Regions from separate parts of the Mus musculus genome. Here regions 1, 3, 4, 5, 6 and 7 are each linked to region 2. A link is a contact called in public promoter capture Hi-C data. All regions are on one chromosome and are shown on one strand. The core of a region is the stretch at or near the end of the contact, and the rest is flanking DNA. Distances in the headings are between cores, read along the strand shown. Region 1 holds the start of Zfp874a (zinc finger protein 874a). Region 2 holds the start of Uqcrb (ubiquinol-cytochrome c reductase binding protein). Region 3 holds the start of Zfp87 (zinc finger protein 87). Region 4 holds the start of Zfp874b (zinc finger protein 874b). Region 5 holds the start of Zfp58 (zinc finger protein 58). Region 6 holds the start of Zfp729b (zinc finger protein 729b). Region 7 holds the start of Zfp748 (zinc finger protein 748).

What was found. Promoter capture Hi-C pulls out the DNA fragments that hold promoters and counts their contacts. Capture Hi-C pulls out chosen DNA fragments and counts their contacts.
Region 1: a contact with region 2 is called in a promoter capture Hi-C map of liver, with 2.9 times the contacts expected there. The contact joins the promoter of Zfp874a here to the promoter of Uqcrb in region 2. A contact is called at or near these places in 6 of 39 promoter capture datasets (the C10 cell line, cranial neural crest, liver and 2 more), 1 of 115 datasets of contacts at active chromatin or transcription factors (memory CD8 T cells) and 2 of 9 other capture datasets (adipose tissue and liver).
Region 3: a promoter capture Hi-C map of pre-B cells shows a contact between it and region 2. The contact joins the promoter of Zfp87 here to the promoter of Uqcrb in region 2. A contact is called at or near these places in 16 of 39 promoter capture datasets (the 3T3-L1 cell line, the C10 cell line, the HPC-7 cell line and 11 more), 2 of 115 datasets of contacts at active chromatin or transcription factors (bone marrow-derived macrophages and double positive thymocytes) and 3 of 9 other capture datasets (adipose tissue, liver and macrophages).
Region 4: a contact with region 2 is called in a promoter capture Hi-C map of liver, with 2.4 times the contacts expected there. The contact joins the promoter of Zfp874b here to the promoter of Uqcrb in region 2. A contact is called at or near these places in 10 of 39 promoter capture datasets (the 3T3-L1 cell line, the C10 cell line, cranial neural crest and 5 more), 1 of 484 Hi-C or Micro-C datasets (CD4 T cells), 1 of 115 datasets of contacts at active chromatin or transcription factors (bone marrow-derived macrophages) and 2 of 9 other capture datasets (adipose tissue and liver).
Region 5: a promoter capture Hi-C map of second pharyngeal arch cranial neural crest shows a contact between it and region 2. The contact joins the promoter of Zfp58 here to the promoter of Uqcrb in region 2. A contact is called at or near these places in 5 of 39 promoter capture datasets (the C10 cell line, cranial neural crest, hippocampal neurons and 2 more), 2 of 115 datasets of contacts at active chromatin or transcription factors (bone marrow-derived macrophages and memory CD8 T cells) and 1 of 9 other capture datasets (adipose tissue).
Region 6: a promoter capture Hi-C map of second pharyngeal arch cranial neural crest shows a contact between it and region 2. The contact joins the promoter of Zfp729b here to the promoter of Uqcrb in region 2. A contact is called at or near these places in 5 of 39 promoter capture datasets (the C10 cell line, cranial neural crest, frontonasal cranial neural crest and 2 more), 1 of 484 Hi-C or Micro-C datasets (CD4 T cells), 1 of 115 datasets of contacts at active chromatin or transcription factors (memory CD8 T cells) and 2 of 9 other capture datasets (adipose tissue and liver).
Region 7: a contact with region 2 is called in a promoter capture Hi-C map of adipose tissue. The contact joins the promoter of Zfp748 here to the promoter of Uqcrb in region 2. A contact is called at or near these places in 6 of 39 promoter capture datasets (the C10 cell line, cranial neural crest, hippocampal neurons and 3 more), 2 of 484 Hi-C or Micro-C datasets (cerebral cortex and uterus), 2 of 115 datasets of contacts at active chromatin or transcription factors (bone marrow-derived macrophages and intestinal villus epithelium) and 4 of 9 other capture datasets (adipose tissue, liver, macrophages and 1 more).

The regions. Positions count from the first base shown.
Region 1 is chr13:67,449,881-67,452,902 of GRCm38.p6, reverse strand. It overlaps Zfp874a (zinc finger protein 874a), which reads left to right and starts at 1,279. Exons shown (of 4, transcript NM_177712.4): 1 at 1,279-1,391. The coding sequence starts at 1,386.
Region 2 is chr13:66,903,899-66,906,787 of GRCm38.p6, reverse strand. Uqcrb (ubiquinol-cytochrome c reductase binding protein) reads left to right here and starts at 1,438. Exons shown (of 4, transcript NM_026219.2): 1 at 1,438-1,495. The coding sequence starts at 1,477. Gm10767 (predicted gene 10767) reads right to left here and starts at 1,373. Exons shown (of 3, transcript NM_001177750.1): 1 at 1,167-1,373. It also overlaps a transcript of Mterf3 not described here.
Region 3 is chr13:67,524,333-67,527,546 of GRCm38.p6, reverse strand. It overlaps Zfp87 (zinc finger protein 87), which reads left to right and starts at 1,316. Exons shown (of 4, transcript NM_133228.3): 1 at 1,316-1,470. The coding sequence starts at 1,465.
Region 4 is chr13:67,482,854-67,485,949 of GRCm38.p6, reverse strand. It overlaps Zfp874b (zinc finger protein 874b), which reads left to right and starts at 1,697. Exons shown (of 4, transcript NM_001076791.2): 1 at 1,697-1,809. The coding sequence starts at 1,804.
Region 5 is chr13:67,498,828-67,501,983 of GRCm38.p6, reverse strand. Zfp58 (zinc finger protein 58) reads left to right here and starts at 1,462. Exons shown (of 4, transcript NM_001007575.2): 1 at 1,462-1,613.
Region 6 is chr13:67,607,716-67,611,076 of GRCm38.p6, reverse strand. Zfp729b (zinc finger protein 729b) reads left to right here and starts at 1,370. Exons shown (of 4, transcript NM_001163246.2): 1 at 1,370-1,504. The coding sequence starts at 1,499.
Region 7 is chr13:67,551,734-67,554,945 of GRCm38.p6, reverse strand. Zfp748 (zinc finger protein 748) reads left to right here and starts at 1,794. Exons shown (of 4, transcript NM_001035231.3): 1 at 1,794-1,915. The coding sequence starts at 1,910. 9430065F17Rik (RIKEN cDNA 9430065F17 gene) reads right to left here and starts at 1,744. Exons shown (of 5, transcript NR_131100.1): 1 at 1,693-1,744; 2 at 1,317-1,372.

The sequences.
Region 1 (3,022 bases), core at 30-2,529, 550 kb before region 2:
CTCTGATGGGCTGCCTTGGGCTGTATGGTTGCGAACCTGTGGTTCTGTATGCTTCAGGAGTCTCAGGTTTGATGAAGGTGGGCAGATATGTGGCAGGAGAATGGAGGACCTCTCGGATGGCGGGCTGCTCCAGCAGCTTGGCTTGCCCCAGAGGACTCAGATAGCAGGGAAGAAGGGTTGGGGAAGGGAACCTTACCTGTGGTTCAGGAGTCTGATGGAGGTGAAGGAGAGGTGGCAGGAGAGTGGAGGTTCCCTGGGTAGTAGGCTGCTCAGAGCAGCTTGGTTTGGCCCAGAAGGGATTCTGTTATTTCCAAGGAAAACTGCCAATATAACATACTATTTCCCTCTCTCCTCCTCCTTTTTTTTTGGGACAGTCCCAGTACAGGCCTCTGGCTCTCCTAGAACTAGAGTTTCTCCTGTCTCTGCCTCCCAAGTGATTGAAGGCATATCCATAACATCTGGCAAGTTCCTTTTGTCTATTTTTCTATTTTTTTTTTGCAAGCTTAAGTAACATTTTATAATATGTAGAATGAAGATTAAAATAAACATATTGATGAGCAACAACTTGTAAACTTAACAAACAAAACATGGAAAGGCTTGATTCACAAATATCTTCTGTGATGAATCTGGATATTTCTGGTTTTGTTGTTCTTTGTTTTGTTTTGAGACAGGGTTTCACTGTGTAGCCCTGGCAGGCCAGGGACTCACTGTAAACAAGGCAGCCTGGAACTCAGAGGTGCCTGAATTTGCTTGCAGTGAGCTGGGATTAAAGACACCGCAGGCTGTGAATCTTGAATGTCAAAAGCAGCCTGAGTCCCTGCTTTTGCTCTTTGTCCTCTGTGAGGAAACTTTATTGTGTGCCGGGCACCCGCTCTTAAATTACTAAAAGATAAGTTCCTGGCAACTTCCCTCCTCCAGAAAATTGTAAAACTCTTTTGAAATGATTAACGCATGGTCTGGTTTCTGCAAACTAGCTTATTGCCACTTAACTGGCAGTGAGGTGGTTCCTCAAATAGCTGTAAACTCCACGGAAATTAAGGAATTAAGAACTTTACAGTGAAAATCCGGAAAAGCGGCACCTTACATAAACATTCGGCTCGTTAGAACTGGACACAGTTCATGGTCTCCTTGTTTCCTAAGTAGGTGACACTACATTGCAGACACACATCAATGTAGAAATCCAGGACCTTTAAATAATACAACTCACTCTCCTAGGACTCCTGCAACGCCATCGCACAGACTTGTGGGAAATGTAGTCTGCAGCACGGTGACGTCACAGGTCTGCACTTTTAGTAAACAGTTCATCTTTTAGTAAGCATGTGCGGCTCTTATCCAAAGCTGGGCCAGACTCTGGTCCTGCTGTGCTCTCCCGTTGGATCTCTGACATGGAGGTTGGTCCAGGGTTCAGTCATCCCAGGGTCTGTGCGGGGTGCATAGTTCCGGAAGGAACAGGGACCGGATGGAATGGGAGCTGGGAAGAGCTGATTTGGAGGAGCTTTCTGGACAGGGCTGGTGAGAGGGCGCTGCGGGGGTTGGTGGGACTGACCCCTGCGTTAGACTGACAGAAATCAAGGAATGGAGAAGCTTGTAAGTTCAAGGATTGCCTGGGCAGTGTTGGCTGGGTGAAGGTCTTTGCCTGGGCATGGTGATTCTGGGCGTACACTTTCCAGCTTTCTGGTGGAAGCATTAGCTGGGTCACTCTCACGTGGATATTACTGGATCTGTCAGTAAGTTTAGTTAAGAGGAGATCTGGTCCTTTCTGTACTTTATGGCTGTCTGTCACGGAGTTCAAGACCACTGAAAAAAACTCCGAACAAAACTAGGAATTATGAGATAAAACCAGCCGGGCGGTGCTGGCGCACGCCTTTAATCCCAGAACTTGGGAAGCAGAGGCAGGCGGATTTCTGAGTTCGTGGCCAGCCTGATCTACAAAGTGAGTTCCAGGACGGCCAGGGCTACACAGAAAAACCCTGTCTCGAAAAACAAAACACAAAAACACACAGAGAAAGAGAGAGAGAGAGAGGGAGAGGGGGAGGGGGAGGGGGAGAGGGAGAGGAGAGAAGAGAGGAGAGAGAACCAAACAAAAAACAACCCAAACTGCTTTATTTAGAGCCACAATCTCCTTTGCCAGTTTGAGAACTGCTGCAAAAGGGAAGATAGGGGTTGGAATTTTTAAAGGCACACACCACAAGTATCTCAACTCTGGGGATTTTCTGCTATGTGGGTTTTTTTTTTTTTCTTTTTTTGGTTTTTTGTTTGCTGTTTGTTTTTGTTGCTGTGTTGTACAACAGCTTAGTTGGAAATGGAGCTAGCTTTTAACTATCACACATGCAATAACTCTTGTCTTGCTTTGAGGTGACAGAAATTGCTAGGTTCCAGGGTCAGAGTTTTGCGTACTGGAGATTGAGGTGTGTGATGTTTCCTCCACTTACCTGGAAATGAATTGTGAATTTACAGATGGTTCACTTGGATTAGGAATCTCTCGTGGAAAGTGTTTAATTCCTCACTTGAAATGACACAGATGTTTTCTGAAAGGATATTGAGCTGTTTCTCAGTGGAGGATGAACTAAAATCTCCCTAAGTAAAACAAGAGATAAAACTTTTGCCTCAGAGGTTGTAAGCCTGAGATCGAAAAACCTGTCACAAGGTGTTAACAAAGGACACCAGAGGTGCCCTCGTGTTAACACTGCACACACGCTGCCTGTTTCAGTTGGTCAAACTCTTTTGTAAATGTACAGTTCTGATTTATAGGTTTTGTGTACATATTGTCTGTCCAGAATGACTAACCTACTGTTGAACCAAACATCTATGTTCCCCAATAAATTCTCTGTGTTTCTGGATGTCATAGCCTCTTCAGTCTCTCCTAGCTGAGAGACTGTAAGTCTGGCCCTGCTGTGAAGAAGATTTTTTTTTTCCCTTCAACATCTCAGTGTTAGATCCTGGTTTTCAACATCATAACAAGAATGTCTACTGATCCTTACATTAACATCCCCATCGGAGGGCATAACAATGCCATCACAGG
Region 2 (2,889 bases), core at 189-2,688:
GCTGGCCTCGAACTCAGAAATCTGCCTGCCTCTGGCTCCCAAGTGCTGGGATTAAAGGCGTGCACCACCACTGCCCAGCTCATTTCTGTATTTTTGACATTAAATCCAGTCCAAAATTCAGAAAAGATAGTTGATGTCAATGAGAGGGAAACCAAGAAATAATAAATAGTATCTACCTCAAAAAAAAAAAAAAAAAAGACCACTATCGAGTCATAGTAAAACTCAACAGTAACTCCACTTTCTGTCCTTAGTTTTTTATTTTAGACTCTACCTGTTGGGGTTGAGATCTTGAAAGCACAGTCTATAGTCTTTCTGCTTGCTCCATTTTTAATACTATATGCAAATTCTAAATATATCTTAGGGGTTTTGTTGTTGTTGTTTTGTTTTAGGTAAGGTCTTGCAGACTGATGCCAGATTCACTATGTAGACAACTGTAGTCTTGAACTTGCAGGGATCCTCCTGCCTCAGACTACTGAATTCTTGGATCTTGCATGTGCCATTTACTCCTACCTTAAAGTTAATATTTTTAAAGCTTATCCAACCTAACTTTCTACTAAAATTGTTTGATAGGGATTTTTAGGTGGGGAAAGTGAAGCCTAGAAGCTGAAAGTTATCTGGGATTGGTTGTGCAGCATATGATCCTAGAAATAAGGAAGCCCGAATTTGAAACTGGATTTCTCAATTCTAGTTAACAAACAAACAAACAAACCTGGACTCTACCCAATTTCAATGCCCTTGGATAACTTATTGAACTTTTCTGAGGCTCAGCTTCCTTCTCTCTTCAATACTGATAGCACCAGTAATTACACTGATGATTTAGAATTAAATGAGAATATAGCCACACTTCTGAACCCAAAGATTGCAGACCTATAGATTGAGTCTACCACAGATCGGGAAGGGGTATATCTGTGTTAACTATAAATGTTCATTATACCTGTGTTACTTCCAAAATAGTGCAGTATAACAGTTATTTGTGTGGTGCTTACTTTATATTCTGTATTAAAGTAATCCTGAGGTGATTTAAAGAATGCAATAGTGTATACATTATATTAAAACACCGCACCATTTGACATAAAGAATTTGAGCATCAAGCGTCCTCTAGCGTCCTAGCATCCCCTCCATGCATTTTGAGATGCGGTTTGCCTGAAAATCATTTACTACATTACCTGTCTCCAAGACTCCATTTATTCCGCAAAGGTTCTTTCCTATAACAGAGCATTGAATAACACTGTCTCCTAATTTCGCAGTACTTTCCCCATTGTGTCGCGAAGAATGTTTTTTGTAACAAGGCACACAAAAAGATCAGCCTAATGTGTGGAGTCCATTCAGGTAGGAAAGAGTAAATGCCTTCTGCTGGCGGTCAGAGCAGCGCCTGCCCCTCCCTTCCCCTTCCTAAAGTATCCAGGACGCCTGCGTAGGAGCCCGGCGTGTCCTCTAGGACTTACCCAGAAGGCAGCGCTTCACTCTCAGGTCAAAATGGCGGGCCGATCTGCTGGTGAGTAATTACTCCTCCTTTGTGGGTATCGTGGAGCGGTTGTATTTTCTCACGAACTTGTTCTCCTTTTGCGTTAGCTAAATAGCTAGTTTGTGATAAGAGACGTGGCGACCCAGCAGCTCAAAGGACAGGTTTCGCTGAGCCAGGTCGGGCCTGCCTGAGGGTTAGAACAGGGACCTCTGCCGGAAGGAGCCCAGCGGGGCTGACCGGGTTCGGCCTCCTTCCCCTCCGCCTTGGGACAGCTTAGGGAGGTGAGGAGGTCAGCAGACGACAGCCACAGCGAGTAGTGGGGAGCATTTGGAGTCAGGCGCAGGCCACTTCAGTGACAGTGATCGGAGCAAACAGCGCCCGAGCCCGCATGACGCTCCTAAGACTTGTCAGAAGAATTAAAAGGAAGTAAGATAGGGTTATAGTGAGGTTTCAGGTTAACCTTGGCATATCTGGACGGTGAGCTGGGGCTGCAGGGCTGTAAGGACTTTTGTTTAATGTAGGCACTAGAACAAATTTGAGATAGAGTGCCAGAATGTTTTCACATCAAATATTACTCACCCTCTCCCCTCCTATTTTTTTTTAAAGCTTAATCTTTGCCCACTGATGGTATACGTTGGAATAGTCTTTAAAAACAATACTGATAACCTTCTCACAGTCCCTGGAAATTCTGAAGGCATTAATTTTACCCATTTGACACAATTTTAGGAAAAGTATTCTGTTTTGTTGAGTTTAATACTTACGTAAGCCAGCTTCCTTTTCTGCAACAGGCTTTTGATCTATAATGTGGCAAACAGAGTAGTGCCTGACACATTTGTTAAGTAAATATTAATCGATATTATAATCACTGCTGTGTTAACAATTTAGTTCTTATGCTTTTTTTTAATATTTTTATTTTTTGAGCCAGGGTAGCCCAAGTTAGCTGTGTATTGAAGAATGACCTTGAACCTCTGATTCTTTTTTCCTCCACCCTAAAAATGCTGGAATTGCAGGAATGAATCACTATGCATGTTTTATGTAGTGCTGGAGTTGGAGCCCAGGGCTTTGTGGTGTATGTTAGGCAAGCAATATACCAACTGAGCATTAGCCCTTGACAATTTAAATTTCTCTTAGAAACAATTTTATGCATGACTTCTAATTTAAAGGTTGGAGGAAGCCATGTAGTAATCTGTACTGAGGATTAGGAAATTAGAAGGAGATAATAAGAAGGGAGCCTCTTTTTCCTTCTATGGTAAGAAAGTAGCCTTAACGCTTAGGGACTGAGAATATAGCTCAGTTGGTAAAAAGTTTGCCTTGCAATGTAAATACTGGCCTGATTTCGGTTCTCAGAACCCATTTTGTTTGTTGAGCTTTTTCTTTTTAAATAAACTGAGTTCCATTATATGAGACACGTCTCAGTAGCCCTA
Region 3 (3,214 bases), core at 67-2,566, 620 kb before region 2:
TAGAGGTGGGGGGAGGGAGTTTCAGGCTGCTGCAGGAGGACACAGCACAGAAACCAGCTGTCTGTGTAGCATACTTGTCTAGGGCTAGAGGGAAGATGGGAGCTTCTGGCCAGGGGGGTGGGGGGTGGGAGCAAAAAATGCAGAGACAAACTGTGCACAACACTAAAGTATCTCTCTAGTATCAGCAATTCGGAGGTTACAACACATGCTTAATCACTGCAAGGAGAACTAAGTAGGAAAAGAGAAGTTGAGTTCTCCACAGTGATAAAAATACCATGGATAGTGGTAGCACATGCCTTTAATCCCCGCACTTGGGAAGCAGAATCAGGGGGATCTTTGAGTCCAATGCAAGCCTGGTCTACAGAGCAAGATACCCCATGCCTAATGCAGAGAGAAATTCTACAATGGATGATGGACCAGAAGTCCGTACAATGCTAAGAACTGTGCCCTCCTTGGGAGAGAAGCAGAAGAGATACTCACAGGCTCAGAGACCACCTGCTGTTAAACACTTCTCTGTTTGTGGTGAACCAGGGAGACGTGGGTGATGTTCTGGTATAGTTCTCATAAAATTAAAGTTCTTATGCAGATTAATGAATGAAAGTGTAAGCAAGGGACAAATGGAGAGATCAAGGATCCACCAATGGATTCTGGAAAGTCTTCACATGTAAATGTGAGGGTAGTACTTATAACCTCGTTCAGAGATTTTTTTTTTTTAACGTCTATGTCTCTGACCTACCTCCTTCACTGTATGGATTCCAGTGCTCACAGGAAAGTGTTTTTGTTTGTTTTCCCAGCTGTGGAGTCTAATGCATGTATGCTCACAGGCTTGTCAGCACACATGGAAAAATGGAGTATGTACAAGTTGAGCATTAAATTAAGTCTTCCTTCATTCTAGGCACGTAGTCTACCCCCTTTGCTAGTTTTGTACTTTGTATTTTGAGACAAGGTCTCTGTAAAGTGCCTAGAACGCTTTGGATTTGTAATCCTTTCATTTTAAACACCGAAGTTGATGTCAAAAAGCATCTCTAAGTAATAGCACTCACTCCACTTTAGCCTCTTGTTTCCTTATTTTAAAGTACAATTAAATGATTGTCAACTTTTGGTGCAGGTTCCAATTTTATAATTAGTAGACGAGTTTTTAAACTACAGTTTGACCAGATACAACTAATAACCCCTCCTATCAAAGCCTCAACGGATGTTCTAGCACGTCCGTTTTACAACCGGAACTTTTAAAGCAGCCTGACTGTGGGCTTTTGTCCCAGTGCTGACACCTCTCCTTTCTTTCCACCCTCCTCCGCTGTCAGTAGGGAGAACACAGAACTCTGGGAAATGTAGTCGTGCCCTCTGTGACGTCACAAGCAGCCGCTCTGCGAACCGCACTTCCGCATCCCGTCTGCAGACGTTTGTCTTCCCCTAAGTTAGCGGTGCTGTGTCCTGCTCCTCGCTCTCGATCGGATCTCTGACATGGAGGTTGGTCCAGGGAGCAGTGCAGCCTGAGGGAATGTGCAGGGGAGTGGTCCAGCTTGGAGGGAGCGGAGCCGAGGTGGACCAGAGGCAGGGAGAAGCCGAGTTGGTGATGCTGTGCTGCTGACCTAAGCTGGGCCAACTGAGCCTGGATGCAAATCTGGGTGGGGAGAGCAGTATGGGGGTGGCGCTGTGAGTGAAAGCTTTGTTAGGACGCGGCTGTATACGCTTCTGGGGTGGGAGAGCTGGCTCTGTAGCACAGAAATGTGGAATGGTGGAAGGTTCAGTATTGCCCCCCCGCAGGGTGGGCCGGCCCTCTCCTTGCGCCAGAGGTGTAAATGGGAGCCCACATTCCTGCTTGCCTTAGGAAGTCTGTTGGCTGTGATCACTTGGCCACTTGACTGTGGTCAGATTTCTCAGAACTTCTAGATCGAGTGGAGATCTGGCACCTCCTATTTATGGCCAGCCTAATATTCTTGGTTTGAGTTAATAGCTGCTCCTCGTTTCCAGGGACAGAGTTCTGCTAAGGAGGTTGGTGTATAGGATGTTAGTACCATTCTCTTTGGAATAAATTGTTAGGTTTTTTTTGGTGTGTTGTTTTGAATGAGAATATTTCATGGCCACCTCCGTGATCTATATCTTCACACTTAACACTCACATGTAGAGACAGTCTAATGTTCTAAAGGAGAAGGCTTATTCAGGATATTATTGATCCTACATTGTAGAGTAAAATACTAGAAAATACCGTATCCACTTATGTCAGAGATTGTGTAATGTCAGAAGCTTGGACTCCTTTTCTGAAACAAATGAGGGGGTGATGGGAGCAGAGAGATGGCCTGGAGATTATTAGTGACTTCGGGGAAAGGACTTGAGTGTCCCTGGGGAGGAGAAGTGACCTTGAATACCTAACAGTGTTTACGTTGCTCTTCAATTGTGAGCTTCTCTTCTATCTCTGGACACTGCACATCTAAACCTCCCTTAACAACTACTCTATCACTGCCCCGACTGTGGCACTCAGGTTCCCTGTTGCTCCCTGAACATTTGCCAGTTTATCCACGTCAGAAAGATTGAAAGGTGAATTTGAAGAGCTTTTGCTCAGTTAGGGTCCCTTGCCCATAATAGACTCCTTGGCCTGTCTCTTGTATAGTTTTGTAGTTCACAACACTTTAAGTCAAATCAAGTGTTTGTGTGGCATTAAAGCCTATTATTCATAAGGAACATGGGTTTTAAGCCACCTTCAGTATGAATATTTCTGTGGACTATGTAACTGTTATGTAAAAGACAGAGACTTCCTAGTTAATGTCACTGGCCTACAGGACAAGAACAGCATTGTGTTTTCCATTATCTAAAGTGGGAAGAGTACACTACCTTGTGAACCAAAAGTGGTTTCCTAAGAAGTAGGCATGAAGCAGAGGCATGCTGTCCTGTAACTTACAGACCTTTCCAGTATATATACTTTAAACACACCTGTGATTGAAAGAAACCAAACCAAACCAAAACTGAAGCCTCTTCTTGGAGCATCCTTGTTATCTCTGCATTGTGAAGTGAAGGCGGGGGATTAGGACTTCAAGGTCATCTTCCATATTATAGATTACTCAAGATGAACTTAAGCTAAGTACGATTCTGTGTAAAAATTATTAAAGGTTTTAAAAAACAGTTCATGGATACACTATTTCTGATGGCTTCTGTCACTTGGCTTAGTACCAGCCTGACAGAATTCCGTCTAACTGACATGGCTCACATTTAAAAC
Region 4 (3,096 bases), core at 448-2,947, 580 kb before region 2:
ATGAACTATTATGGAAGCTTGCTGGCCATACATGCCGTAAAACATGGTTTTGAACACAAGAATACATGTAAATGTGAAAGATAAGTAGATGGCTGAGGAGTAAGCAAACGCAAATCAGATCCATATGAAGCAAAATCACTGAGTTCCACTTTGTGCTTCAGATTATTCAGAGAATCTTACAGACTTCTGTTCATCAGGTTCATGTAAAGGCCAAGTTCCAAAGTGAGGTACAGTAACTAAGAGAAATATTTCTGAGACTCACTAAAACTAACTTTCTTACATGTAACAGTAATCTTCAACTCCAATAGTCCCGTACAAAAACACATACAATCCAGTTATTATATTTATAAGCAATAAACCTAGATTGGCAGAACTATACTAACTTATCCCCAGCTAGGAGACCGTTGGTTATCTGCAGTTTCTCCTGGTCACGTGGTTCAGCTCCATCTTAGCTGCTGCTTCCTCCTCTCCTGTCATCTCTCCCTCCCCATCTCTCGCTCTCCAAGATCTCCTCTCTCACCTTTCCTCTCCACGGCCCAATCACAGGCTTTTGCTTTTATTGACCAGTAAATGGGGAGAAGATTCACAGGAGAGCACCTGAGTACTTGATCCACCACTCTCCCGGGGGCCACCCCTCTTGAGGATGCAGAATTAACATGAAAATTCAAACAACATCAGGACAACCCACAACACTTACATAAGCTAAAGGTTGAAAATATGGACAAAGGATCTGCGATGGATCTGGGCGATCTTTACTGATAAACAACAGAGAGGAGGACTTTAAAATTGTTCGATACTCCGGAGGCAGAGGCAGGCAGATTTCTGAGTTTGAGGCCAGCCTGGTCTACAAAGTGAGTTCCAGGACAGCCAGGTCTAAACAGAGAAACCCTGTCTCGAAAAATCTAAATAAATAAATAAAATTGTTCGATGATTTAGTCTGTTTCTCTTGACTAACCTCCGACACGAATGGATTCCAATATTCACATGAAAACGATTTCCTGCAGTGGCTTGTGATCTGTGTACGGCTTGTAGTTGATTTCTAGAAGAGCCATTGCACAGGGCATCCAGAGTGATGGCGCTTAAGCCTTGTGGTGATCTCCTGTAAATAATCCGTGATTGTTACCTAAAATCCATGGCATTGTCTTCTTTGGGAATATCAAAAGCTTAGCATAACCTCAGTTATAAAACAATCCTGGTAAACCCGACACATTGGCTGTCAGTCCATCAGAAGCTGATTCCCCGGCGGCTTTTGCTAAAGCTTATCACATCCTGGAGTGTCTCTATCTCTTACCATCTTGGTAACTCAGTACACTGACAAATATTCACACAGGGTGTCAATACAGGAGAACGCGGCTCACTTAAGTATGTGCAGTACTGGGTATTAAGCCAAAGCCTTGAGGCAGTTTCCTCAAATAGCTGTAAATTTCACCGGAAATGAAGAAATTAAGAACTTTGCCAAGAAAATCCTCTGCCCCTTTAAGCTGGACCACAGAAACTGAGGAATGCACTCGGCTCGTTAGAACTGGGCTCAGTTCGTGGCCTCCATGCTTCTTAACTAGGCGACACTAACTAGGTGACAGACATCAATGCAGAAATCCAGGACCATTTTGTAGTACAACTCACTCTCCTAAGACTCCTGCAACGCCATCGCACAGACTTGTGGGAAATGTAGTCTGTAGCACGGTGACGTCACAGATCGGTACTTTGGTAAACAAGAGTTCAGCTTTTGGTAAGCATGTGCGGCTCTTATCCAAAGCTGGGCCAGACTCTGGTCCTGCTGTGCTCTCCCGTTGGATCTCTGACATGGAGGTTGGTCCAGGGTTCAGTCACCCCAGGGTCTGTGCGGGGTGCATAGGTCCGGAGGGAACAGGGACCGGGTGGAATGGAAGCTGGGAGGAGCTGATTTGGAGGAGCTTTCTGGACAGGGCTGGTGAGAGGGCGCTGCGGGGGTTAGTGGGACTGACCTCTGTTTAGACCGACAGAATTCAAGGAATGGAGAAGCTTGTAAGTTCAAGGATTGCCTAGGCAATGTTGGCTGGGTGAAGGTCTTTGCCTGGTCATGGTGATTCTGGGCGTTCACTTTCCAGCTTTCTGGTGGAAGTATTAGCTGGGTCACTCTCACGTGGATGTTACTGGATCGCTCAGTATGTTTAGATAAGAGGAGATCTGGTCCTTTCTGTACTTTATGGCTGTCTGTTACGGAGTTCAGGACCACTGAGAAAGATCACCAAATAAAACTAGGAATTAAAAGGTAAAAAACAAACCAACGAAACAAAACTGCTTTATTTAGAGCCACAATCTCCTTTGCCAGTTTGAGAACTGCTGCAAAAGGGTAGACAGGGGTTGGAATTCTTTAAGTCACAAAACACAGTTGTCTCAACTTGGGATGGTCTGCTTCATAAGGCATTATATTTTTTGTTTGTTTTCTGAGCAAGCACAGCTAAGAGAGATTAAAAAAAGCAGAATGCATGTCCGGTTACTATTGTTTGCTGTTTGTTTTTGTTGCTGTGTTGTACAACGCTCAGTTGGAAATGGAGCTAGTCTTTAATTCATCGCACATGCAGTTATTCTTGTCTTGCTTTGAGGTGACAGAACTTGCTAGGTTCCAGGGTCAGAGTCCTGAAGGGAGCATTGGTGTACGTGATATTTATCCCACTTTCTTTGAAATGAATTGTGGATTTAAAGAAGATTCACTTGGAATAGGAATCCCTCATGGAGGCTGTTCAGTTCCTCACTTGAAAGTAGCTTGACACCCATGTTTGCTAAAAGGATATTGAGCTGTTTCTCTTTTTTTTTTTTTTTTTTTTTTTGGTTTTTTCGAGACAGGGTTTCTCTGTATAGCCCTGGCTGTCCTGGAGCTCACTTTGTAGACCAGGCTGGCCTCGAACTCAGAAATCCGCCTGCCTCTGCCTCCCGAGTGCTGGGATTAAAGCCGTGCGCCACCACGCCCGGCTTGAGCTGTTTCTCAATGGAGGATTAATTAAAATCTTCCTAAGAAAGACAGATTTTAAAAAATTGCCTCCAGGGTTAGGAACCTTAGAGGTTGTAAAGCATGGGATTGTAAAATCTGTCACAAGGTGTTAACAAAGGACACCA
Region 5 (3,156 bases), core at 213-2,712, 600 kb before region 2:
ACTGGCTTGCTTCCCCTGGCTTGCTCATCTTGCTTTTTTATAGAACCCAAGACTACCAGCTCAGGGATGCCACCACCCACAAGGGGCCTTTCCTCCTTGATCACTAATTGAGAAAATGCCTTACAGCTGGGTCTCATGGAGGCATTTCCTCAACTGAAGCTCCTTTTTCTGTGATAACTCCAGCTTGTGTCACGTTGACACAAAACCAGCCAGTACAACAGCCAAAAGGCACAAGTTCCATAGGTAAATAGGAAACATTCCATATATGCATACATGGATAGAAAACCTCTGCTTTGTAGAGAGGAACTTGGGAAATATTTGGATTATGTATAACGTCATATAATGCAGTCCATTGAACAACCTTTTAAAGGAGTTACCATTCTGAGCTAGATAAAACTACACAGTCAGGTCATGTGCCTCCCTGTAAAGGATACATTAATGAAGGGTCCTGCACAGCTCTGGGGTGGGGGATCCTTGTTAGTTCATATTGTTGTTCCTCCTATAGGGTTGCAGACCCCTTTAGCTCCTTGGCTACTTTCTCTAGCTCCTTCATTAGGTGCCCTGTGGTCTATCCAATAGATGACTGGGAGCATCCACTTCTGTATTTGCCAGGCATTGGCATAGCCTCACAAGAGATTGCTATATCAGGGTCCTGTCAGCAAAATCTTTCTGGCATATGCAATAGTGTCTGGGTTTGGTGGTTGTATATGGGATGGATCCCCAGGTGGGGCAGTCTCTGGATGGTCTTTCCTTTCATCTCAAGAGCTGAACTTAACTTTGTTCAATTATTAAAACCACCTGTGTGGTCTTGGCCCACTTCCTGTACTGTATGGGTTCCAATGTTCACAGGAATAGTTTTACCAGTTGTAGAATCTGATATATATATGACTCACACCGGGTATCAGTACAGAAGAACAAGAATTATTTATGTAGCATAGTGTTGAGCCAAAGCCATTACACCCAAAGGCTTTTACCTTAAACTAGCTCCCTATCCATCTTATTTAGAAATAAGGTCTCTATAAATAGCCCAATCCAACCTTGGATCCTGGGTCCTTCTTCCATAAGCCACCAGGCAGCTAAGAGCATAATAAGGCACATCAATGCTGGTTTGAAAAATCATCTTTAAAAGATATTTTTTTATTCCCACACTAGTGATTGCTTCGTCGTGCTGATTTTTTTTTTCAAGGAGTAGTAAGATTAAAATCACAACACATGGACAGGAAAGGACCTGAAACCCTAATATTTCTGTCAAAGGCTCGACTCATATTCATATATCTCATGTTGTGGATCTGGAGATGAAAACCAGCCTGACTTCCCAATGGCTGTCAAGCATAGTAGGCTTCTTTCTCTCATACACTCCTGTGGGTTGCCAGTGACAAATCCAGGAACAGCCCTAGCTGATTTCCGGGAAATTCTTCGCACAGACTTGTGGGAATTGTAGTCTGGCCACTGTGTCGTCACAGGGACCTGCTCCGGAAACAGTATTTAATTGAGTCTGAAAGTGTGCTGTTTCTCCAAAGTTGGGTGAGAGTGCTGTCCTGCTCAGCTCTCGAGTTGCATCGCTGACGTAGAGGTTGGTCCAGGGAGCAGCGCAGCCTGAGGCATTGTTCGAGGTGCGGGGATCCATCTGGCAGCGAGTAGAGCAGCGATGGGTGGGAGGTCGGGAGAAACTGACCTGCGCTGTCCTTACATTCTGGTCCATAAAGATACTGGTCAGGGCTGGGGAGAGGGCGTGTCTGACGGTGCCCTGATTGATGTTTGTCAGAACTCTGAGCACAACGCGAGTCTACCGTGGGCTTCTGGGACAGGAGTGCAGGATGGTTGCACGGGAGTGGGGTATGGTGTAAAGATCAGGCTTGGTGGGTCAGCTGACGAACTTGCATCTCAGGCGGTGCTGAGAGCTCACTTTCCCGCTTGGCTGGGGAGACTTTGTTACTAGCTGAACCTCACTCTCAGATGAATCTTGAGGTTTTCTCAGTTCATCTAAAATAGGTGGGTTTTCTGCCTCTCGAGCGTTTCACAGCACGCCGGTATGATCAAGGATTGTCATCGTTTTTCTCGGCCAGTCGGTGAATTAAACGGGTAAGAAAAAAATCAGAGACACAACAGGTCGTAGCTGGGAAATTCTGGGGCACCGTGGACAAATCTACCAGAATCACCTGATAAAGAAAAGCTTTGACTAGGGCTGAGGGAAAACAGGTGCGGTGGGCACATGGAGAGAAGCAACCACTGGCAGGCAGAGTGAGGGGTGGGGAAGCTGATGTCCCGCTTCACCTTCAGGGCTGGCGTTTCTTAAGCCTTTGAAGGGTTCCATCCCTAAGTTTTGGTTGATTACTTTTCAAGAAAGACAGGATGTCTACTTGGCCCACAACTGTTGTACAAACATTCTTCGATCTGGTCTTGAACTTGAGCCAGTCCATTAGCAGGGACCCCCGGAGCAGTGGGGGGAAAGCTCACCTTGTTTTAGGCTGCTAAGCGTTTGTGTGAGGTCAGCAGGGTGAGGGAGAACTTAAAGAACGTTATGCATTTATGTAATTTAAGGTAAACGGACCTCATTCCCATTCTGGAATTCTCCTTGTCTGAAGCAGCCACAGTGGTTTACACCCCTCCCTTGCTTTTCTGCCTCTTGCATGGCTTCTCCTTCCTTACACTGCACATCAAAGTGTGTAGAATGCATCTCTAGTTAGCCAAAACAGAAACCCTGCTCCTGCTCCTCACGTGGGGAATGAGAGCCAGATTTACATGTGGCATCAACCAGTGTACTGGCTAGTTTTGTGTCAACTTGACACAGGCTGGAGTTATCACAGAGAAAGGAGCTTCAGTTGGGGAAATGCCTCCACAAGATCCAGTTATAAGGCATTTTCTCAATGACTGCAACTTTTAAAGCCCCATAAGACAGAGTAATGAAAATCTGTGTTTCTCAAGTTTATCTCATGCATACGTATTTGGTTTCTATTCAATTCTGTCCAAATAACATCTGTAATTTTTCTCAATGGCCTCTGACATCATCACTTAGACGACCAAGACCTGGACGCCATTATCCAGCATACTTCCCCTTCCGAGTTAGTGATCAAGGGGGGAGGGTCCCTTGTGGGTGGTGCCATCTCTAGGCTGGTAGTCTTGGTTCTATGAGAGAGCAGGCTGAGCATGCCAGGG
Region 6 (3,361 bases), core at 121-2,620, 700 kb before region 2:
CATATTGGAAAACTAACTATGCTCAGAAATGTTAAGTCCTTCTGGTTGTTGGTAATGCCCTTCACTACAGCCATCAGGGGGATGACAGACCACTCATGACCTCATTCTAAACAGACATGCCAATCAAATGTCCAGGTGAATGTACTGTTTGTTGACTCTAGTTTTTCTAAATTAAGGAATCTGTTCTGATCCCTAGGCAAACACACTCCCTAGAGAAGAATATTTGGATAGGGATTTTGCACAGTCTCTGCTCTGAAACAGCTTGCTTTTAAATTATTATGCCTCAGGGAAGTATGAAGTCTTTTCTGTAATGCCATTTGTAGCTTTAACTCAAGCATGAACTACACAGGAATAAACCTTCTTACGAAAAGATGGGAATTCTCAATACTCCAAGTTTCCAGTCTAACTTCTTTAATACATCACCTCATTTTACAGTGATATGAGCATATTTCTGATACCTTTGTATTCCACGGGAAACTATCTCAGTGTTCTGCTTAGGAGAAGTGAGGGAAGTGCAAGGCAGCTACCAGTAATGTTCAAGTATTATCAAATGTGAATGATGACAGGATCAGTGGAGACAGGAAAATCAATAAGGAACATCAAACCAAACACAGAGGGAAATTGAAGAGCCAGTACACTCACCATTGTGATCCAAGGAGCTCTGCCCCTCCTCTTGGGAGAGATTCAGAGGAGGAAAGCAAGTGCTCAGAAAACACTTGGTGGTGACTCAGTTTGATTTCTAATTCTGTCTTAAGCACCTGGGATGGTTTCCATAGCGTCTTAAAGAGATAATGCCCACTCTTATATTAACTTCCTGCTTTCATATTTTAAGTAAACCATGAAAGCATGAATTTTCCACTCGGTAGTAACATTCCATAAGTAGTTCTGTACTTTAAAAAAACAAAACAAAACAAAAAATCGAAGCTTTAAAATCACAATGTTTTAACAGAGATAACAAGGAAATGCGATAAACATTACTATGAAAAGCTCAGCTCACAGGCTAACATCGCGTGCTGTGACCAAAGACTTTTTTTTTTTTTTTTTTTGGTTTTTTTTTTTTTTTTTTTTTTTGAGACAGGGTTTTTCTGTGTAGCTCTGGCTGTCCTGGAACTCACTTTGTAGACCAGGCTGGCCTCGAACTCAGAAATCCTCCTGCCTCTGCCTCCCGAGTGCTGGGATTAAAGGCGTGCGCCACCACTGCCCGGCAAACAAAGACTTTTTTAAACGCCCACTTTCCCTGTTGCTGCCACGTGCGGCAGCCTGGTTCTTTCCAACTTCAGCTGCCCACAGCTGGACTGCAAGGCAGGCAATGCACAAGACCTCTTGGGGGGGGGGGGGGGTTCCCTGTAAATCCTTCCAACTGACTTGTGGGAAATGTAGTCCCGGGTCCTGTGACATCATCAGAAAGGGCCGCCGGAATCGAACTTCCTTATTCTTCAAACTTCACTCCTCAAATGTGTGCAGTTGTCCTCCTCAGCGCTGCATCTGGATTTCTGACATGGAGGTTAGTGCAGGGAGCAGCGCCATCTTTCAGGTCTGAGGGGCTGTGCAGGGTGGCAGGTAGGGCACGGAGGGAGCTGGCTCGGGCTTGTTGTGAGGCAGGAAGCTGCTGACCTAGGCTGGGCCGCTGCGCCTGGGCACAGGTTTGAAGGGGAGAAGACTGAAAACAACAGGATGGCAAGGGCAGGCTGGGTCTGCTGACTGCCTGTTCCTGAGATGCTGACAAGAGCGCACTCATCATTACCTAGCTGACCCCTTCTCACGTGACTGTAGTCAGATTCTCAGGACATACAGAGCACTTGGACATGTAGCGCCCTCTGTATGTTATGTCCTAGAGTCTACTTCTGGTTTGAGCTCAAGCAGCTTCCTAAAGTTCCTAGTGTCCAAGGAGCAAGAATCCTGTGAGGGAGGGCAAACTGTCGTGTGGGATGTTAGTTCCTTTGGAACGAATTGTTCGACTCATGGATGCCCTGATTCAAATAAGATTTTCTGATAGACACCTTTGTGACCTGAATGCGACAATACATGGCTATAAAATCACAAAATAATCTTGTAGTTGGTATGAAGCACTGTTTGCAAAATCCAAATAAATAGGATTTTACACTAAAGATTAATAACTAGACAATAATACCTCAACAGTTCTGAGTATGTGTTGTGTCCAAAATTTGGGCTCCTTTTCAGATGTGAGAGACGACTTGGTGTGATGAGAGACCTCAGGGTGGGGTGGAAAGTCTGAAAGGGAAGGGGGAAATGGCTCTGCTCATCTGTCAGGCTCTGTGCATTGCTTTCTAATCTGCCAGACTCTGTGCATTGCTTTCTAATCTGCCAGGCTCTGTGCATTGCTCTCTAATCTACTAGGATCTGTACATTTCTCTAATCTGCCAGAGTCTGTACATTGCTGTCTCTTCACGTGCTTTTCATCTTTGTGTTCACGTTATCAGCAGTGTCTGAACTCTTTTAAATTTTCCTTTGTCCCTCAATGTGACATTCAGGTTTAGTGACACACCCTTCTTAATAGTTTTAGAAAGAATTCTCCAATTTTTTCAACTGTATCTGAAAAGCTGTAAGATATGGCTGGAGAGATGGCTCAGTGGTTAAGAGCACTGCCTGTTCTTCCAAAGGTCCTGAGTTTAATTCCCAGCAAGCACTTGTTGGCTCCTAACCATATATATTTGGATATGATGTTCTCTTCTGGTATGTCAGCAAAAGAATGCTGAAAGAAAGAAAGAAAGAAAGAAAGAAAGAAAGAAAGAAAGAAAGAAAGAAAGAAAGAAAGAAAGAAAGAAAGAAAGAAAGAAAGAAAGAAAGAAAGAAAGAAAGAAAGAAAGAAAGGAAGGAAGGAAGGAAGGAAGGAAGGAAGGAAGGAAGGAAGGAAGGAAGGAAGGAAGGAAGGAAATACTTGGGGTATTATGGTTTACACATAGTAGGTTTATGTTCATGCAAAAATGCACAGTTCTCCTCTTAAAGGGTTAAGAGAATAGTTTATTCCAGAGTTATTTGAGTAGCCATGATCTGAGAACATATATTTAGTTTAAACCAAATTCCATACTCCAACATGGAATCAGTTTCATGGTTGTACAGAACAAATAATGTCATTGACCAAGGAAAATTTAAAATTCATTGGTGTGAGTCTGATGGAGTCATGCACTATGAGACATTGGAGATATTTTCAATGTCTAAGATACCATCTGATGAGATTTTAGCTTTTGGGTTGATAGAAGCTCATGTTCTGCCTAGTCAGTGGATTCTGGGAGGTTTTTATCTATTGTCACAAGCTGTATGGCCCACTACAAAGTGAGGCAAGGATTGACTATCCATGAAGGTAAAACCAGCCCAAGGTAAGACAGCTAACCCTGAACCT
Region 7 (3,212 bases), core at 545-3,044, 650 kb before region 2:
TGTTTACTAATTCTATGTAAACATGAGAATATTGCAAAGTGAGACTGTCTGCTGCATGTATTCTGGATAAATGATTCTCTCAGAAAGTGGTCATTTGTGTGAAGGAGATGGGTGTTGTTTTTAGAAGTTATGTCCTTCTAAAATGAAAGCAAAAAGGACCAAATACCCTGTACCTGACTGTGTGCTTTCATCACTAAGGCCCAAATATTTGTAAACCCTGAGACTTCTTAATCACACTCTTCTCTCCAAATTGAATTCATATTTGCAGAGACTGTATTATTCATTCTTATCTATAGAAATATTGGCATTTGTGTCACCTAATAGTTATTTTTATTTTTTTCTATATGAGTACACCATAGCTGTCTTCAGACACACCAGAAGAGGGCACTGGATTGGGATCCACAGATAGTTGTAAGCTACCACGTGATTGCTGGAATTGACCTCAGGACCTCTGGAAGATCAGTCAGTGCTCTTAACCGCTGAGCCATCTCTCCAACCACCCTCCCCAACCAGTTATTAAAACTCCTTCTTAAACATTTCAGGGAAGAATAAAAAAGGACACAAGTAAGTTTCTTTCTTTCTTTCTTTCTTTCTTTCTTTCTTTCTTTCTTTTTTTTTTTTTTTTTTTTTTTTTTTTTTTTTTTTTTTTTGGTTTTTCGAGACAGGGTTTCTCTGTATAGCCCTGGCTGTCCTGGAACTCACTGTGTAGACCAGGCTGGCCTCCAACTCAGAAATCTGTCTGCCTTTGCCTCCCAAGTGCTGGGATAAAAGGCATGCGCCACCACTGCCCGGCAGGACACAAGTTTCTTATTAAAAAAAAAAAAAAAAAAAAAAGACTTTCCTTCTCAGCTGAGATTTAGCTTCCTTGTGAACCACTGTCCGTCACGAGTCCAGACTCTTCTTTCTAAAAAGGTTTGTTCTTTGGTCTTTGGCATGACCAGTACAGCACTAGATATTTACGAGGAGATAGGAGGTCCCAATGGTGCCAATCTATCTTTATTCATTCATTCATTATTTCTATGTTCCCAGTTAGATTCTCTGAGTTCTTTACAAGTGAATTCTAGAGAGCTGGGCTTTTAATTTTGTTCTATAATTTTAAATCATATCTGTGCACCTTGACCTGTGCACTACACTGTATGGATTCCAATGTTCACACTAAGACTTTTTTTCCAGCTGTGGCAAACTGGTTATTTTATTTAACTACAGGACGAGATTGTCTATTGTAGTGGTGTATTTATAACTAAAGCCTTCTTCATCCCAGGCAAGCAGGGACTTTACCCCTAAGATGCTCAGTAACCCTTTTTTGTAGTTTGTACCTTTTGCCCAGGTTATCCTTGGATTTGGCATCCTTCTGTCTTAAGCTCCTGAGCATCTGCGAAGACACGGAGTGACAAATAGGCTGATTGTAAAATCATCTTAACAGAAAGTGGTCATTTCCATACAATTTTTTGCTGATTTATTTTAAAGTTAAATTGAGTCAACGTGAATTTTACATATGGAATAAACCTCATAATAAGTAGACTTTGAGTTTTAAATCAGTACAGATTGACCAGAAATAATCAGCAAACATTAGAGTCAAAGGCTCGACTCACATTCAAACATCTCCGGTAGTGAACCCGGGATTTTAAAAGCAGCCCGACTCCCTATGGCTGTCCCAGTGCAAAAAATGCTCGCGTTCCCATCCATCCTCACCTGCAGAGGTGAAGAAACACAGGAAACACACACGTCACCAGCCTGTTTTCCTGGCGCCTCGTCGCACAGACTTGTGGGAAGTGTAGTCTTCCGTTGGATCGCTTCACAAGGAGCCATTGTGGAAACGGCACTTCCGCATTGCGACTGCACTAGTGCATTTTCTCTCAAAGTTGGGCGATTCTCTGGTCCTGCTCCGCGCTCGGCTTGCATCGCTGACATGGAGGTTGGTCCAGGGTGTCGCGTACCGCTGCAGGTCGGAGGGACCGAGGGCGGGTCCGGCCCGGAGGCGGCGGAGGAGGGGTGGCCCGGAGGCGGGAAGAACAGACTTGGTGGAGCCCTGCTGACCTAGGCTGGGCCACAGCGTCTGGAAGCCTGCTGGGGCCGGGGAGAGGGCATGCGGTTGGTGCTGGAAGTGAACGCTCTTGTGAGCTCAGAGTAGCTGCCTGGGTCTCTTATAGAGGCTGTATTGGTAAGAAAGGAATTGGGAATATGAAAATCCAGGATTGCTCGGACAGGCGGGTCTGCTCGTAACCTGTACCTGGAAGTGGTGGTGGTGGACTCATACATCTCAGATTGGCTATGGACCCACGCCTTCCCCGCGCTTGTCAGTTTTCTCAGGACACCTAGACCAAGTGGAGATCTGGCCCCTCCTGTACTTTATAGCCGGCCTAATACTTTTAGTTTGTATTGATAGAAGTTCATAGAGTTACTAGTTTCCAAGGACGGAGAGTTTTGCGAGAGAGATTGATGCATGGGATGTTAATCCCATTTTCATTGGAACAGAGATTTATGGACTGCCGTTTTAAATAGGAATACTTAATGATCACTGCTGTGACCTGAATCCTCAGACTAACACCCCCATGCAGAGCTAGAATGATCCCCTAAAGGAAAAGATTCTAGCTTTGCAAAACAAGAAATTACTGATCCTGCACTGTACTGGAGAAGAATAACTCATCCAATTCCATTGGGAATTATGATGCCATTAGTTTGTGGGAGATGAGTTGGCTAGAGGCTACAAGGGTGTCTAGGGATTGACTGTAAGGGGACAGAGGTGCTTGAGTTTCTCTGGGAAAGAGAAATAGTCCTGCCTACCTGACCGGATGCTTACAGTGCTCTCTGATCGATCCCATGGTTTTCTCCCGTCGTTGTCCACTGCATACTGTGTCTAAAACTGTCACTAGTTGTGGGATCTGTGTTCCACGAGTGCCCTTAAACAGTTCGTCCGGAACCGTTTCTCCCAAGTTTTTATACTGGGTCAAAAGAGTAAGAGATGACTTTAAGAGCTATGGTTCACTCGGGATCCTGTAGTTTTTTCACAGTGGGCTGCTCACATAGTCTTTTGTTTGTACAAGTGAAAATATGAGGGAAGGAATTACTCATTTTAGAAACTCACATATAGTGACGTTGTTGTATTACACATGTCGTCCTTACAAAGACTCTGATAGGAAAGTTTGCAGGATGGCGATGATGATGCTCACCATCCCCTGGTGATCTGTGTGACATCTGTTGGTTAACATGGA